Regions from separate parts of the Canis lupus genome. Here region 1 is linked to region 2. Evidence: chromatin contacts called from public Hi-C data. All regions are on one chromosome and are shown on one strand. Each heading gives the region's core, a stretch centred on a gene start, on an enhancer-like site or on the middle of the called end of the contact. The rest is flanking DNA. Distances are from core to core; before and after follow the strand shown. Region 1 overlaps TNRC6B (trinucleotide repeat-containing gene 6B protein). Region 2 overlaps TNRC6B (trinucleotide repeat-containing gene 6B protein).

Region 1 (6,360 bases), core at 3,700-6,199, 110 kb after region 2:
AAAAGTGTTTCTGGTTTATTTAACAAAGGGAGATAGAGCAAAGGGGAAGGAAATACTTACTAAGCAAGGCAACGAGGTGCCAGCTCTTACATACATTTCCTTTATGGTTCACAACAGTGTATTATCCCCATTTTACTGATGAACAAACAGGGACTCATGGTCACATAGCTGGTCCTGGTGACCTTATACTCAGATCTAACTCAAATACATTTTTATCAAACATCCACTCCTGTTAAAGCCCAGTTCTAGATATTGGGGACTGGGCAATGAGCAAAACAAAATCTGCTCTCAGGAAGCATATGGTTTTGTGAGGAGTGACAAATAATGTAATTTCAGATAGTGACAGAATTATAAGGGATATTAAAATGGTAAAACTGAGAGATGTGGTAGAGAAACCAGGGAGGTAACTTAGGTTGCAAGGTTCACAGGCATCATTTAAAAGATAATTTTGAGGAGATACTTTTGCATGGCTAAAGAAAATGGATAATAAGGGGACTATCCTATCCAACCTTAAATGGAAATCTCTGGAACTACCAGAAGCAAAAATTACCATTCATTTTCTGATTCTCAGCAAAGAGACTATGAGGTAGAAGGAGCTACAGTGTTATCCTGGTCCTAATCCAAAGTGATTGGTTAGATATTCACCAGATGGTGAATATTTCCTTATGAACCAAGTGGCTGTTCAGGGCAATGGGCCGACCAAATTAATTCTTAGATTCCCCCAGCACCTACAACAGCACCCAACACACGCCAGGACATAATAAATGACTACTGAATGGATACAGGAAGGAAGGGGAAAAAGGAAAATGTTGAAATGTCACTGTTGTGGGATAAACCCCCTTTTTAGGCCAAGTGGCTTCAATTCACCCCAGCCCACCCCACCACCAGCCCCAACCATAAAAAGAGGGGTGAAAGAAGGTGGTTAGCGTAAATCCATGAACAACACTATCCTAGGAAAAAAATAGCATATGCTGCCCCCTCCCCAACCCAAGAAGTCAGAAAAACCGTATCTCTAAATCACAAGTTACGTTTAATGAAAATCTAATATCCAAATGATGACTAAAAACGAGTAATTATTTAGCTGCTTTAAATAAGGGCTCTCCTAATGCAGGTCCTCAGGATACTTCTGTACCAGGTACCTAGTTCTAACTATTGCACACAGCACCAAGTTGTGTTGGCCTCTTTATCTGAGTATCTTCCTTTGCTAGTCTGGTAGTTCTTGAGGGCAGGAGCAAAGCATATTTATCTGTACTGCCTTGCGGCCTTGTCCAGTTTATAATGCAGAAGAACAGTGATCATGCTAAGTTAGAAAAATTAAATTTCTCCAAAATGTTTCAGTCATGGGGCAGATGGGTAGAGTGAGGACCACCCCCCTACTATTGTTATCTGCTGAGGCGGCTCTGTAGAACCTGAAGCCCTCATCATCTCACATCACTCTTTCAGTGTCTCTTGCAGAGGTGAAGAACTGGAAAAGCCTTAGAAGTTTCTGCTTCGATTTTTAGAAGTTTATTTTTAAAGGACGGTCCTAGTGGTGGCAGAGAAGAACAAACGGCCATTCAAAACTGAACAAGAATGGAGTCTGCGCTAAATATCAAAGATGCCTATGCTTCCTTTCTGGCACCCGGATAGAAGGACTGAGAAACAGTTTAAAAATAAGATACCACTTCTGATAGATCAGTGCTATCAATTTCTCTGGTGTTCCAGTAAAATCTTAATAGTGAATCTGTAACAATTTTTTTCTGAGACAGAGCAGTGTTGTGAATAATGACATTATTACAGAATCACAAGTAGACCCAGCAAAAGGAAATATGGATTGGGGGGGGGGGGGGCATTTTAAGTAAGAATCATATTCGTTTTCTCCAGTAAGAAACTTCCTCTGCATACGCCATCTCATTTTGAAAAACCATAACATGCAAGTTCTAAGATCCCTGGGTCTGCGCTTCATGATATCAGCCACATCTCTAAAGTTTTTAAAGCTTCGTTTCACACTATCAACAGAAAGAAAACTTCAACAAAAGGCACAAATTAAATACTATCCATCTGCACACTTGATATACTACTCATTTTTATTTGTGTCTGAATTACCATAGTTTTGGTGTGCCATCAGGATTGGCTCTGCAGGAACTTAGATCCAAAATGGCAGCTGAGCTTCTGAAACTCACCAGAGCCATAAGCTTAACATACGTGAAACCAGGTCTTATTTATCTCACTTTTCAACCTGTCTAAGAAAAAAGAATATTTATAAAAACATTTCAAAGATTCAGACGGCATTCTGTTCATGTTCATTACAGCATTCTCCTTCTTGCGAGAACAGGCACCCTGCTTTTGGTTCCTCCGCTCCACAAACTGAATTAACCTGCCGTTCACATGTTTACACAGTCCACAAAAACAAGCTAATGGCATAACATGGAAAGCTTAGGTTTTTCTCACTCTTCTTCTATAAGGCCAACTTAGGAAATGGGTGTAAAATGAATCATCTAACAAGTAAAGCCCCAAATGAGCGCTTTCATTTTCAGAAAAAAACAACAATAATGAGAGCTATTTTTCCTTAGGTCCACCACAAAGCAACACTCCCTATCACTATGATAATTTCTGTCTTTCCTTTACATTCAAGCTGTAAAAAAAATTTTTCAAGAGACAAATTTGTTCCAGACTACCTCTTTAATGTAATGTTTCCAATCCCTCTTACACAAAAGCTGAACCTGTATCACCAAAAAATGTACACTGAATTTAAATTGTCCCTTTTCTACTTATTTCCATTACTAATATAATAACATTAATTTTAGAAAAATAATAAAATACTTGCTCTTTAGAGACAGAGAACTTTAATTATCTTTATGTATTCAAATGCAGAGTCTTTTTGTTAAATTAGCGTGAAAGTCCCTTCATCTACACACAATTGACCCAAAGAAACAGGCCATTTTCAGCACAAGGGGCCAATCCATTTGAACAGTGAATAAAGCTTTTGAAAGCACTACACACCCTCTTCCAGACTGTCAAATTTTCAAAACGGGCCAGCATTTCTTCCATTTTTTTTTTTTAACACTTGCAGGCCCAGCAAGCATCTTATAATTAGATTAATTAAAAAGGAAACAAAAACACTGCTCCCTTCTGATCAAAATTATTCCATTTATGCTTAATTAGCTTTAATCCAAGTCTACATATTTAATGATGGGGATATGACAATTCCACCTATTTGCATCTTTTAAATGCCTTTCTAAACTATACTTTGTAACAGATTTAGAAGAACAGTCTCTTTCTCATGCCAGTATGCCACGCATAAATCAGGAGGATAGAAATTAGGAAAAAAAAAAAGAAAAAAGAAAAGAAAACAAGGCCTCTTAGAGCCAGAGATGTGCGGAGGGGGTGGGGTAATTTACTCAGAGGTGGGGGCAATTTCCCCGCCACATCACAAACTACGATCCTTTCAGCCCACCAGAAGAGAAGCATTACATCACACTCTTACAATGATAGGGGGAGGTGGCTCTGAGAAAGCAAGTTTTCAGCTTTCTTCCCTCCCTGCTCCCAGGCTTCCTAGAATCCTGGACTGGGAGTAATGGAATTTAACTTGAGGGCACCGCACGGTTTCAGAGGTAACTAACATACACATACATACAGCTACCTATTTATGTGACCCTAAATGACCACTTCAACAATGGATATACGGCCCAAACAGGCAGCCACACACACACACACACACACACAGATGCTGAATTTGTGCTGAAAAGCCCAGGTCATCTGTGTGAAATTAAACAAAAACTGTAATCTGTGAGAAACAGAGAAGGCCAGTCTACAGGGAGAAGCTGATAAAGAACTCATTCCTAATGGGGTGAATAGCTGTTTCGATCTTCAAAACACCATGTTTACAAGACAGTCCTGCCATTTGGTTCAAACCACGATCAAAATAAAAGCGCATCTGGCTGCACATTTGAGAACACACACAGAGACCCAGTGCAAATGAGCGCGCGCAGAAGAGGGGTGATCCACACATTGCTTGGGAGGTTTTCAAGCAGGGGAATCTACAAACCCCAAACCTCCTGGTGTTCACTCGCCCCCAGCCTGATGTTTAAAATGTATCAGGTCTTATTTTAGGTTCTACATCTCTCTAGGAAGGATGGCCTAGCTTTAAGGGGGAGAAAAAAAAAAGCGCTTTCCCGTGGTACTGCTTGCCCTCCCAGATCCTTTGTCGGCCTTAGCAGCCGAAAGAATGCAAACCCATTTATATTTATGCAAATTTTTGCAGCAGATTTAAGGGGGCAGGGAGAGGTCTGTGTTTTTTTAAAAAACCTCTTTCTAAATATCAATTTTCCAGTTACTCGTAGTTTCATTTATTTGCAAGACAGAAATGATGATGAAAATCTGCATACAAATTAAAAGTGCAATTAAATCACTTCAAATTTTAAATATTCTAGCAAGGCTTTTCCATTTCTAAAATGCCGAACCAAAAGTACATCACGGGTCTGATTTACACAGATTCACGAAATGTCTGAAGCCAGTCTCCATGCTAGACAAATGTCCATTTGCAACAGCACTAGTGAAAACGGTTAGACAAGATCCATATAAATCAATTGGTTTAAAAAAATTGAAAATATTTACCAACCTCATAAAGTGCAGCAGTGCTTAAATCCAGCAAATTGAGGCATACAAGGTAGAAATGGAAATGAAAAAAGGTCCAAAAAATGATTTCTTTTTGTCTATCTGTTTTTTTGTATTTTAAATATTCAGAAACCAGCAGAGACTCTGTCGGCCATTTTGGCTTGAACTAACTCTCTCTCACTCACTCTCCCTCTTGCTCTCTCTCTCCCCCTCTGTCTCTAAAGGAAGCAGCTTTTTGTGACCTTCAAATAGAGGCGGATCATGTGACTTCGGGTAGGTTTGTCAATCAGGAAAGGGGAGGGAGCTGGGGTTGAAACTGCCTTAAAGGGAAAGCAGCCCTTTTCCACTCACTTTCATTTGTGAAAGGCTGTTATCTCATACTCTCCGCCTACACACAGTGAATGTGAAAGTGGCAACAGCATAAGGGTAACAGATGAACAAAATATAAAAACCTTTATTGGTTTATAGAAATATGCTCAGTTGCTAACGATTCTTGCAGATCCTGGAGCTTGGATTGCTTGCTGCAGTTATTCTCTAGATGTTTGGGCAAGCATGGGCTGGCAAACTGCTCTTTAAAAGGGGGCTTAAACAATGTTTTAGCCAAAGAAGAGACTAGTTTTTAAAGATTAAGGTGAAATACAGGGCACATCTGATCTCTGACAAGCTCCTAAAATGCATAGGAGAAGACTAAAAGGAGATATACCCAGGTATAAACTGAAACTGGCAATTCAGAGACATTAAGTGACTTAAATCACACAGCTAGACAGAAGCAGAATAGGGACTGGTTTCCCAGATGAAGCCCACATTTATTGTTTCAGGTGTATATGTGTTCGGTACGTCCTTCCCTGACTCCAAATAAAAGCCATGCTGCGGCATTAGCAAGCTGACTTTCTCTAGGATAGGGCAGATTCCAACCCTCTTTAAATTCCTCTCCCACCTGAGGAAGTAGTTCTGCAGCTGACAAGAGTAAGCACGGAATTTAAGACCTACCTGCTTTTCCCATCTCTAAGTCCCTTCTTCTAGCTATATGCATTCTTGATTTATTTAATTTATTATTATTATTATTTTTTAAAGATTTTACTTATTCATGAGAGACACAAAGAGAGGCAGAGGCATAGGCAGAGGAAGAAGCAGGCTCCCTCTTGGGAGCCTGATGCAGGACTCAATCCGGGGACCCCGGGATCACGACCTGAGCCAAAGGCAGACGCTCAACCACTAAGCCACCCAGGTGCCTCCCCACCTTTTTATTTATCTATTAATGAGAGACACAGAGAGAGAGAGGCAGAGACACAGGCAGAGGGAGAAGCAGGCTCCATGCAGGAAGCCTGGCATTCTCTATTTATACCCACCTAAGAAAGACATGCTGAGTTTGTATCTCTAGCCCTGGGGCCATCAGGCTGTGCAAGCTTAGTTAGGCAAATCCCTTTACCTCCCAAGGCTCAGTTTTCTGACTGGAATGTAAAGATTGGACATCACTAGATGGTATCTTGGGTTCCTTTCCGCTCTAACACTCTGCACTTAGCTTCTTTCTTTTAGCAGTTCTGTTCATCTTATCCTTACCATCTCAAAAGTAAGTCATTACCCCAGGAAGGCTTTCTTGACCCTTCCAGTGGAGACCAGGTCTTCCTATTCAACACTCCCATAACATCCTTTACTACTTCTTTATAGCGTTGGTCATAATCACAATTTATTATCTGCATAAGAATTTGCCTATTGGTGATCTTCCCCAGTGTCTATAACAACAAACACCACATCTTCCTTCAC
Region 2 (5,827 bases), core at 1,615-4,114:
ATCTTATAGCTATAGGCAACTTCCCTGACTCGGGCCACCTCTCCGAGTCATGGAACCTCGCCCGGGAGCGCTCCCCATTAAAGCACTCTCGAACCTACAAAAAAAAAAAAAATCTTCTAGCTATAGATTTAGTTTATTCAAAATAGGCAGCCAAATCAGATTTACTTTCAGTTCCAAAATGTATTTTTCAATTCAAATAAATGTCATAATATTAAGGAATTAAGGAAATTTTAAACTGTGAAATAAATTGTAAAATGCATCTTATAAGGCAGATCATAAGTGGTCAGATCACAATTAATATGATAAAGACCTAATAAAATTTATCTACTGTTTCATAAGTTACCAAATAGAAATAAATTAGTAAGTCAGTATGTTTTTTCTGCTTACTTAATTTGGTTTATAATACATAGTTAAATTTGTAAGTTTTTTTTTTTAAATTTGTAAGTTACCTTGAAACAAGAGTATGATAAAAAAACATGCCCTTTCTTCAGTAAATGTATGTATGCAGATTGAACTCTGATCCTTCAGCTGTCAGGGAAAGTTATGCCTCCAGTACAATAATCACAAATAACATCATTAATAAGACATTATGATAAAAATTTTCTGTTTATTTGATGAGAAGCTATGCTGCTGAAAACTAAGATTCACAGCTAACATGTAACCCCCCCAACCTCCTAGAATTTTACTTTTTAATAAAAGGCAATAATTATTAAACATGTTATAAGAACTGTCATTGGAATAAATACATTATGATGTTAGGTTTTTAACTAACTGACTAATGCACACCCAATCTAAAGCAAAGCACATAAAAGGTTTATTCACAGGTGTTACCTGATAAATTTTAAGAAACACGTATTTAAGAGACTCTGTGTCACTAACTCCTGTTGCTCAAGCTGGTCAAAGATACTTTTCTTTCCACCTTTGATATGCCCTAGGGGATGAGTACTGAGAAGACCTGAAAAGAACTGTATGCATTTAAACACGTGGAAAAGCCACCCAGGGCTCCAGATGTTCACTTTGCTTTGCATGACTGGACTCTACTTTGAGAGCTATGTACTCTTTGACAAAAGGGACAGAAGCAGCAAAGTTGCCCTGCTTTATTATTATATACAGGGTCTAAATTCACAACTCAACACATATCAAAATATCCAGGATCTTATATCAAGCTTTATCTGTAACAAAAAACATGATTAAGAAGGTGAAGCCTGGAAATACAAAATTAATGACACCTTCATTATTCATTATAGGAGGCTATTGCCTTGCTTGGCACCCTGGATTTCTTTCTTTCTTTTAATATTTTGTTTATTCGGGAGAGAGAGAGAGGGAGAGGGAGAGAGAGAGGGAGAGAGAGAGATGGAGAGAGAGAAGCAGAGGGAGAAGCAGGGAGCCCGAGTGGGATTCTATCCAGGGACTCCAGGATCATGTCCCGGGCCAAAGGCAGGCGCTAAACCGCTGAGCCACCCAGACGTCCTGGCACCCTAGATTTCTATACCCAAGATGGGCATGCCTTAGAAAGACAGGAGATGGTGGAGATTTCACTCTTCTTTTATGTCAAGTGGAAGAAAGGTTATTTTGAATTTAAGTCAGTTCTCAGGCAGATCATTTTAAAGAAACAGTGCTGTTGGCGAATCTGGAAATTAATTACCTTAAAACTTATGGCATCCTTGAAGTCTTTGTTCCTCTCTGCATGTGGACACCCCACAAAACTAGAGCAGAGAGCAGGGCCATGTGTCCAGGGTCACTCTGCTTCATAGGAGCATGGATTTCAGGTCTCTTCCACTCTTATTTTTGAGTTTGCAAGAACGGTATCTTCTTTACCAAAATAAACCCTAAATTTTGTCATTCTGAGGAGAACCTGCTGTGGTGTGTGGTATCTTTGAAATGTTTACATTTTATTTTTAAGTCACTGTTGCCTCACTGATTGGATTGTGCTTACAACATGTTCCCTGGTCTGAAAGAGCTACGACTTGCCTGCCAACAAATTCTTGATGAATGTCAAAGGTATAACCTTACTTGCGCTAATTCTATTTAACTCAAATGAAATACTAATATCAGAAGAATTCATCAGTTTGCCTTATAAGCTTCATTTTAGTTCCCCATTTTTCCATAAGAAGAAACTTCATCAGTAGGGCTAAATACTTCAGTTTGTACATATTTTAAGAGATTATAACTTCAGATGCACGTGGCACTCACAGCGCGTACAAACATTTTAACTGGCTTTTAAAAATTTCTGGTGGTAGAAGAGCAGGTTGCCATTCCTCAAATGTAAAAGACTGCTTCGGACCCAAAGAAGTCAGAGGTGTAGCTATGCGATTTACTAATTGTGTGGTGAGTTTGGAAAACCATCAAAACTCTAGGATATCAGCTGTAAGACAGGGATAAGAATATTTATCTCTTTCGTGTGGCTGCTGAGAGGAAGTAATGTAGGACCGACCTCTACCAGAGGCTCTGTATACAACTGGTGTTTTTTTTTTAAGGTGATTTTCATTACTGACAACTTACCAGAACCATATCCAGGTATTGGCCCTTTGGTTTGAAGGTCTGGGAGCCCCACATTCAGAGCGTTGGGTACCATGTTGTCCAGATGTGGCTTGGGCCCAACAGGATGAGAGGGTGAGTGCTTCATGCCAGGCTGCCTCTGCTGCTGCTGCTGCTGCTGTTGCTGCTGTTGCTGGAGAGCGCTCACCATTCGAGCCAGCTGGAAGCCAGGAGTCCGGGGCAAGGGGGAATTGGAGGGAAAATGGACACAAGATAAGCCAACATCCTGCACCTTCCAGGAAAAGACTGCATGTGGCTTATGTTTTATTCTTAGAGGTGAAGTGGACCTGCAGTCCTCACACAGAGCACTAGAGGGACCCTTTCAGTTCTGCATACCTGCTGCTCTTGCTGCTGGCGCACAGCTTGAGAAAGCTTCCTCTGGTTCTGTAGCAACTGCTGCTGTTGCTGCTGCTGCAGGAGAAGCTGACATGCCTACAAAACAGGGAGGAGATAGAGGAAAAAAGTTTCCTAAGCTGTGCTTACTGAGACACTCGATGGGGTACTGCACCAAAGTGCAGTGGCTGAATCAAGTGTCTAAAGGGGAAGTCCCACCAAGTTCCTGGTCCACTGGTGGCATTTCCCTCTAGCTGAGCTGATATATTAACACTTAAGCATGCATAAAACGAAGCAAATCAAAGTTAAATGGGAAAAAAAGAAAATTATCTTTTTTTAGCTATAAGAGGAAAATCTGCCACTTACCAACTGAAACTGGGGAATTTGTGGAAGCTGGCTCAGCATGGCAATCTGTTGAGGAGATAACTGGGGCCCCACATTGAAAAGACCTGGATTCAGGCCACTGTTGGGAAACTGCTTGAGCATGGAGGCAGAAACCTAGCAAGGAAAAAAAAAAAAAGCATCTTTCAGAACTTACCAAAATAAAACTCTTTTTTTCTGTAAAAAGGTCTTAATAGATCTAAAGCAAGCATCAACAGTTTTCCTTGAAAACTATTTGTGAAAAATATTAAATGATCAGGAGAAATACACTAACGTGTTAACAGTGGTTAATCTCTGAGCACTGAGATTGTAAGAGCTTTTAGGGGCACCTGGCTGGGTCAGTCGGTGGAATGTGCAACTCTTGATTTGAGAGTTATAAGTTTGAGCCCCATGTAGTGGGCAGAGATTACTTAAAGATAAAATCTTAAAAAAGAGTTTTTAAATTCTCTTCTTAGGCTTTCCAATTTTTCTACAATAAAAGTTATGAATTTGTAATCAGGAAGACTTCTGGAAGACAAAAAGTTTTATTGACAATATGATTTTTGCCTGAGAAATTGTTACTGGAAATGGAAACAAAATACATTAAACTTCACCAAGCTAATAAATAAAGGCCTAAAAGAAAGTATTTTGGGGGCAGCCCGGGTGGCTCAGCAGTTTAGTGCCCCCTTCAGTCCAGGGCCTGATCCTGGAGGCCCGGGATCGAGTCCCACATCAGGCTCCCTGCATGGAGCCTGCTTCTCCCTCTGCCTCTCTTTCTCTCTGTGTCTCTCATGAATAAGTAAATAAAATCTTAAAAAACAAGAATTTTTGGGATCCCTGGGTGGCGCAGCAGTTTAGCGCCTGCCTTTGGCCCAGCGCGCGATCCTGGAGACCCGGGATCGAATCCCACATCGGGCTCCCGGTGCATGGAGCCTGCTTCTCCCTCTGCCTGTGTCTCTGCCTCTCTCTCTCTCTCTGATGACTATCATAAATAAATAAATACATAAATTTAAAAAAAAAAGAATTTTTGTTATACAAATAAGAAAATATATTAACCTGTAAGTAAGAGACACTGGAGTTTCAGTTCATGACCTCTCATACCAGAGTTGCAGAGTAAAGGAGTCTAAAAGGCCAAATGACTCAACTGGTTCTTTCTCATGGTTTTCAGGAGTGAGCTAGGCTAGGCTACAGAACCTTCAGGGACAGAGAAAAGACCCCCTCCCACTGTTGGACTGCTCATCTAAGATGTTTTCACTGAGCTGAAATGAGTTTCCCTGCACTTTCATCCTCTGAACACAGTGAATCAGCTGGGACCATGGAAAACAAAATCTTTGGGTGGCACGTCACACACTGGTCGAGTTTAGTTCTGGAAGCTGATTGCACGGGCTGCCATTTCTAAGGTGAGCAACTCAGGACAAGTTACTTAGCCCTTCTGGGCCTCAATTTTCCTTTTTTTTTTTTTTTTTTTTAGATTTTATTTATTTATTCATGAGAGACAGAGAGAGAAAGAGAGAGAGAGAGAGAGAGAGGCAGAGACCAGGCAGAGGGAGAAGCAGGCTCCATGCAAGGAGCCCGACGTGGGACTTGATCCTGGGTCTTCAGGATCACACCCTGGGCTGCAGGCAGCGCTAAACCGCTGCGCTACTGGGGCTGCCCCTCCATTTTCCTTATCTCCAAAATTAAAATAATATTAACTTTAGTGATTAAGGATTTTATGAGTTAATCCACAACAAAGGCTTAGAAATACACTCCATAAATGCTCATATTATTCCACAGGGGTGGCTCTTCAAATGTCTAGAGACAATTACAGTTCCTTATGTCTCATCTTCAGACTAAACACGATCAGTTCTTTCATGCATATCTCATCCAATTTCTCAATGGAGAGCTCAGATAGAAAGTCATTTTCTAGAGTAGTCAAATAACAAGTAGACCTGACCATCACTAACTTAGCATTACTATTAAAAGCCAGACTTTTATTAACAATGACTGAGATCTCAGTTTTTTTGATGCTTGCATACTAACTCCCAACTCTCACACTAGCTTACTATCAGTTAAAATCTATCATATTTTATTTTATTTTTTATTTTTTTTCTATCATATTTTAAAATAGGTTTTGCTCTCCTCTGTTATATTTAAGCAGCTGGGCTGAATTGTAATATATTTTATGATCTTAGAACTTACCTTATTTTTTTTAAGATTTAATTTTTAAAAATATTTAATTTTTTAAAAATATTTTACTTTTTTTTTCATGAGAAACACAAAGAGAGAGGCAGAGACATATGCAGAGGGAGAAGCAGGCTTCCCCAGGGAGCCTGACATGGGATTTGATCCCAGGATTCTGGGATCATAACCTGAGCTGAAGGCAGATACTTAACTGACTGAGACACCCAGGCTCCCCAATAACATATATATATTTAACCCAATATATCTAAATTATCGTTTCAACCTATAATCGGTGCTTAAAGACTATTATTAAAATTTTTACTTTTTTTTTTTCTTTTAAATACCAAGTCCCTCGTGCTGGCCATAAAACTGGTGCAAAGGCATAATGCACAGGGTTGGTGTGCTTGCTCTGAGCTCACATCTGCTAGGTGTC

The links. A called contact is a pair of places that touch in the nucleus more often than the background predicts.
Region 1: a Hi-C map of blood shows a contact between it and region 2, with 2.8 times the contacts expected there. The contact joins two enhancer-like sites. A contact is called at or near these places in 3 of 9 Hi-C or Micro-C datasets (amygdala, blood and liver).

Annotation. Positions count from the first base shown.
Region 1 is chr10:25,930,987-25,937,346 of UU_Cfam_GSD_1.0, forward strand. The region is part of intron 4 of TNRC6B (trinucleotide repeat-containing gene 6B protein); the gene reads right to left. Among named protein-coding and RNA genes, the nearest start is that of TNRC6B, 120 kb to the right of the region's middle. Within about 2 kb of position 4,950, at least 13 of the 20 cell types and tissues checked have an H3K27ac peak or open chromatin away from gene starts, as enhancers often do. A contact at or near this core is called in blood, where this site is marked.
Region 2 is chr10:25,827,902-25,833,728 of UU_Cfam_GSD_1.0, forward strand. It overlaps TNRC6B (trinucleotide repeat-containing gene 6B protein), which reads right to left. Exons shown (of 25, transcript XM_038550487.1): 15 at 3,238-3,369; 16 at 2,875-2,970; 17 at 2,503-2,698. Among named protein-coding and RNA genes, the nearest start is that of ADSL, 39 kb to the left of the region's middle. Within about 2 kb of position 2,865, at least 3 of the 20 cell types and tissues checked have an H3K27ac peak or open chromatin away from gene starts, as enhancers often do. A contact at or near this core is called in blood, where this site is marked.